Linked DNA regions of Salmo salar: region 1 is linked to region 2. The links are chromatin contacts, called in public Hi-C maps. All regions are on one chromosome and are shown on one strand. Each heading gives the region's core, a stretch centred on a gene start, on an enhancer-like site or on the middle of the called end of the contact. The rest is flanking DNA. Distances are from core to core; before and after follow the strand shown.

The links. A called contact is a pair of places that touch in the nucleus more often than the background predicts.
Region 1: a Hi-C map of muscle shows a contact between it and region 2, with 10 times the contacts expected there. The contact joins two enhancer-like sites. A contact is called at or near these places in 2 of 3 Hi-C or Micro-C datasets (gill and muscle).

Annotation. Positions count from the first base shown.
Region 1 is chrssa10:65,309,856-65,312,555 of Ssal_v3.1, reverse strand. No RefSeq gene overlaps it. Among protein-coding and RNA genes, the nearest start is that of si:ch211-236l14.4, 93 kb to the right of the region's middle. Within about 2 kb of position 1,270, at least 2 of the 13 cell types and tissues checked have an H3K27ac peak or open chromatin away from gene starts, as enhancers often do. A contact at or near this core is called in muscle, where this site is marked.
Region 2 is chrssa10:65,161,082-65,163,781 of Ssal_v3.1, reverse strand. No RefSeq gene overlaps it. Among protein-coding and RNA genes, the nearest start is that of igf2b, 7.6 kb to the right of the region's middle. Within about 2 kb of position 1,306, at least 2 of the 13 cell types and tissues checked have an H3K27ac peak or open chromatin away from gene starts, as enhancers often do. A contact at or near this core is called in muscle, where this site is marked.

The sequences.
Region 1 (2,700 bases), core at 21-2,520, 150 kb before region 2:
ACCATGGTGAGCGAGCGTTGCACCTTTTCATTTTCAATAAATATTGATTACCCATTTATTTGTCTTTGCCTGCAAATCGTCCTCTTAAAAGTTAGCCTATATTCTATATGCAAAACGTAGCTCAAGAGAAAGTGCAAGTGTCTGCTCTCATCATTCGCTGCTTCAAGTTAAGCAGCCATATGTACTAGATCAGGAGCACGTGTGGTCTCACTTAAATATAGTAGGCTTGGCTATAGCCTATGCATGGGCGGAGAACAACGGGGCAGATATATTTCCAAGGAAATGTACTTCCTAAATATGATTAGGCTATAGTTTACTACAAGGACCGCCTGGGACCAAAAATCAGCCCTGGCATTTCCTTGAGGCCCCCACACCGGACAATTCTTTACCCTTGAGGCCCCTACACTGGCCCATATTTTTCCTCAAGGCCCCCACACCAGCCCATTTTTTTCCCTTGTAGCCCCCATTATTAGCCAGATAATAATAATTTTGCACAAAAAACCCAAGTTAGACAGGCCCACTGGGCTAAAAATGAACCAGCCCATCTGGCATTTTGGGCAAAGTCCGCCCCTGGTTTACTACATTGCCTAGAAAGGATGAATAAATCAGTCCTGCCAGACCCCTATCACGAGGTGACAGATTTCCCAGCAGGGCAGGAACAGGAAGTGATTAGATGGGACACCCCCCACCCTTTAAATCCCACACCTCCAGAATGGTACGCCCGCCCCTATGTCACCCAGCCCTGGGCTTCCGCTGGTGGGCTAATGTTTCAAGGCCGCATTCCTGAGGTCTACTTGCCCTTCGTCAACTCTGGGAACCTGCAGCTTGGCTGCTTGGGGGAAAAGGATCACTTTCAAAGGCAGGGCCTTTGTAAATCAAAATTTCAAAACACTTTCTTTGAATACATATCTCTAAGAGATTGAGTCTGTTGCATTCATTACATCTGCTGTGTTACACAATATACCTTATTCTATCTGCTGAGAATGAATAACAGCCTACAAGCCAGACGAGACACAGACTCATACTCCACACCAAACCACAACACACATGCAGATACACAAATATACACACACATGCGCACAAAAATGCAAACACACACACACACACACACACACACACACACACACACACACACACACACACACACACACACACACACACACACACACACACACACACACACACACACACACACACACACATACACACAGACTGACACTGGCCTTGCACTGCACAAGAGGCTCCCAACCAACTGGCCTGTGGACAAGAGGCTTTTAAATTGTATGTCTAATTGGCAAGCTGGAAAACCCATTCACTCTGGGGCAGACACTGAAACCTAAAACTTGACTTGCACTTTCTAAAAGTAGACTGAGCGAGAGGTCTCAGGCCTCTGCTTGTCACCAGTTTAATTCATCTGCCTGTCTCCCCAGTACACAACACCCTAAAAAAATAGACCATATTGTCTGCCGTGTGTGCTGGCTGGCCAATCATCATGTGCTTTGATCCATTAATACAGGCCAGGGGTGTCCACATTCTAAACCAAAGTGACCATTCATTCATAGTCTTTGCCGTTATGAAATGGGCAAAGAAAGAGCGAACGACATTGTCGGTTCATGTCAGTTATGTAGATTGGATATCAAAGTTGTTCATTCGTGGCATTCTTGATTCGAGTTTGGCTGTACAATTTGTTTTTCATGCCTGGCTGGCAAGGTTGTGTTAAGCTCAAAGCTAATTGAGTAGACAGCAAATTCTCCAGTGTTAAATCAACACAGTGTTAAATTTAACACTGGTCCAGTGTCTATACAGGTCCACACTTTTCAGTGTTAAATTAACACACTGCTTAGTGAAAAGTTTTATTTACATATTTCCCAGAATGCCTTGCCATTCAAGTAAAATGTTGAGTTTTACCACCCATGACTGTATCTGTTAGTGACAAAGACATGGTTGTTGTGTACATACATTGTCAGTCCTGTGGCCTTCAAGTGAGATTCTAGGCTAACATATTATAGTTCAAATGAAATTATTTAACAGAATACAATGCATATTTCATAAGGTGTCATTTTCAGGGCCTAGTTTTACCCTAACACTCATCAGGCCTGAAAGTTACATTATGCAGGCTTGCAAAGTGACGTGTAATTCCTATCGGAATCCAAACAGAGTGGGGACAGCCAACATTCTGACATTTGATTCACCTGCAACTTGCATTCAGAATGACTAAGATATGAGACTATCTAAACTGTATGTCACATCTGCTCCTGCTACGCCCTCTGGTGTTCATCCGGTGTCTTCTTGACCTGCAGTTACTCCCCCTGTACACTCTCTCTCTTTCCCTCTCCCTCTCTGTGTGGTTGGAGACAGGTGTGCTGGAGTCAGAGCAGATCCCTACCAGCTGCAACTCGTTCCATAATCAAGACCTCTACAAATACTCAGTCCTGCCACTTCCATTTTGCCAGATTGTAATCTCTGCTCAGTTCATGATTCTAGCCATTTATGATTATTCAAGATCCTGTTACTCTGCTGTGCCTATTTCCCTGCCTGACACCGTGTATTGCAGTTACCTCTCTGGCTCCTGTCTCCTGTTCCACATCTCACCACCCAACTACCTTGCTCTGGATTTTACTCACCACCACTACCTTGGATTCCCCTCAGGACCTGTTTACCCTGTTCTACTCAGCTAACTTCAACCTCAGTCTCCACATC
Region 2 (2,700 bases), core at 57-2,556:
ATAAAATTCTAAGTATTCCATTACCGTACTTCGAAGCATGTCAACCGCTGTTTAAAATCAATTTTTACGACATTTTTCTCGTAGAAAAGCGATAATATTCCGACAGGGAATCTCCTTTTCGGCAAACAGAGGAAAAAATCCCAAAGGCGGGGGCGGTCGGGGTCACGCGCATAAGCTAGTGTCTCTTGATGGGCCACTTGAGAAAGGCGATAATGTGTTTCAGCCTGGGGCTGGAATGACGACATTCTGTTTTTTCCCGGGCTCTGAGCGCCTATGGACGACGTGGGAAGTGTCACGTTAGAGCAGAGATCCTTAGTAAATGATAGAGATGGAAAAGAAGTTCAACAAATGGTCAGACAGGCCACTTCCTGTAAAGGAATCTCTCAGGTTTTGACCTGCCATTTGAGTTCTGTTATACTCACAGACACCATTCAAACAGTTTTAGAAAATTTAGGGTGTTTTCTATCCATATGTAATAAGTATATGCATATTCTAGTTACTGAGTAGGAGTGGTAACCAGATTAAATCGGGTATGTTTTTTATCCAGCCGTGTCAATGCTGCCCCCTAGCCCTAACAGGTTAAAAAAATACTTACTAGTCGCCAGAGTACCAGAGTATGTCTTTAATTGATATTGGGGAGAAGCTGGACAACTAACTAACATTGCTTATATGTGAATTTAAAGTTTGGAGGAGTCTTTTTATCCTATTCCCCCTGAGAATCTTGTTGCCCAATCTGCTGCCATCACGCTAAATTTGCACACTCCATGGAGAACCATTAATCGCAACAGTATAAATCGTGGGTGAGCCCGTTTGGGAAAAAACTCTAAGGTGTCGGGAACTGAGGCTTTCATCCTGAGTTGTTTGTATTCTAATTCAGCTGTAGACCCAATGCCAGTGATCAAACACACCAAAGCTGTCATCAAGGCAAAGGGTGGCTACTTTGAAGAATCTCAAATATAAAACATAATTATTTTCCTTATTTGTGGCATGTGGTCATGTGAACAGAAATCCAATTTTTTTTTGTTACAGCAACCACATCTACATATTACTGATGTCACAAATGTTCGAATGAGATAATATAATCTATTTTATTTCCCCACTGTCTAACAGAGAGCTACTGCTGGACACAACAGACTGGCCATTCAGGGCCTTCTGCGTCTATAAATAGCAAAGTTGGACAACGGTGTATGAGCAGACCTTTGGCTGAAGGTTGAGAGGGGTCGTGTTGCATCCCCCCCCACCCCCCACCGGGGCTGAAGGTTGAGAGGGGTCGTGTTGCACTCCCCCAACCACCCCACCAACCATCCCACCCCCACCCTGCCACCACAAATCTCCCCCTTCTCTCTCTCGGCTTGGGTCTATGGCCTGTCCTGGCCAGGCCCCTCACTAAACATTGGCAGCCTTACAGGGCTATCTCTGCTACTGCAGCAGGTCCCATAGTAGGCTCCAGGATCCAGGGATCAGGGCCAAGGGGGCCCCAAGGAACCTGGTTCAGGCCAGGCTCAGAGAACCTTTCTCTGGACTGATCCATTCTGACTCTGGCCCTCTCATGTCCCCATAACAGAACTGCTCTAGGATACCTCCTGTCTGCTTTAGTACAGCCTCTGTTCCCCCCAAACAATACGCTGGTTCCAGGTCTGCCAAACCCAACTCTTTTTTTCTCAGACACATCCAGACACGCATGCACACACACAGGTACACACACACCGGTTGTCTCTCAGCTCTCCTCTCTCCACAAAGCCACCGATATTCTGACCCCTCTGCTGCTGGTATCCCTGCTAGGGTTCTGGTGGCACAGATCCAATGCAAGTCAATAGTAACTGTATTAGCATTTTCACGGTTCATATCTAAATCATCTATAGGTTACTTCTTTAACCCTCCTGCTGTGTTCTGGTCGAATTGGACCGATTTACAAGTTTTCTCTCTGAAAAAATGTAGTTCATTTAATCTGATTGTTGTAAGGTTCCATGACTTTGTGCACACAGAGCAAACTTTTCCCAATAGAATCTTTCCCCCAAGGGAACCACACCTGTTGGCATTCTCACAAACAATTGCAACATTGTTTCAATAATATATAGAACATTTCTCGCAGCTCTGGTATATGAAGCTTTTTTGAGGCCTTGCTCACAAGTCATTCTGTGGCAGCACAATGACCAAACGATATATTGTATGTGAGGCTCTTGATCATATCTTTGATCATGACACCGTTGAGGAGGAGAGACCAGGAGACTGACAGTGAAGATGCATTAGAGGAGAAAGTGTCAGAAGTTGAAGACAACACAGAATATGATCCAGACCAAGAGACAACCGATGTGGAACAATCCAGCGATGAGGAAGAGGGCCCTGCTGAGGTTGTTGTTACATTCCGGTCAAAGAATGGGAATTTGTCCTGATCTTCATCCCCAGCTGAGAGGAGAGGTCGGCTATCGGCTGAAAATGTTATCAGGATGAGCCAACAAGATACGACATATCCCGGGTGATGACATAACATCCTGCCACTATTTAAACATTTGAAATGGTTTCAAAACAAACGTCCTTGTTAGACTTTGACACAAAGGAGTCTGTGATAAATAGCACAGTATGTTTAATCTGAGCATTTGTTATAGTGAAAATAATCCACACATTATGCTTTTTTTACTCAAAAACTAGTTGTATGAGCTCAGGTCAATGATGCCTACAGGCCATAAATAGCACATAGTT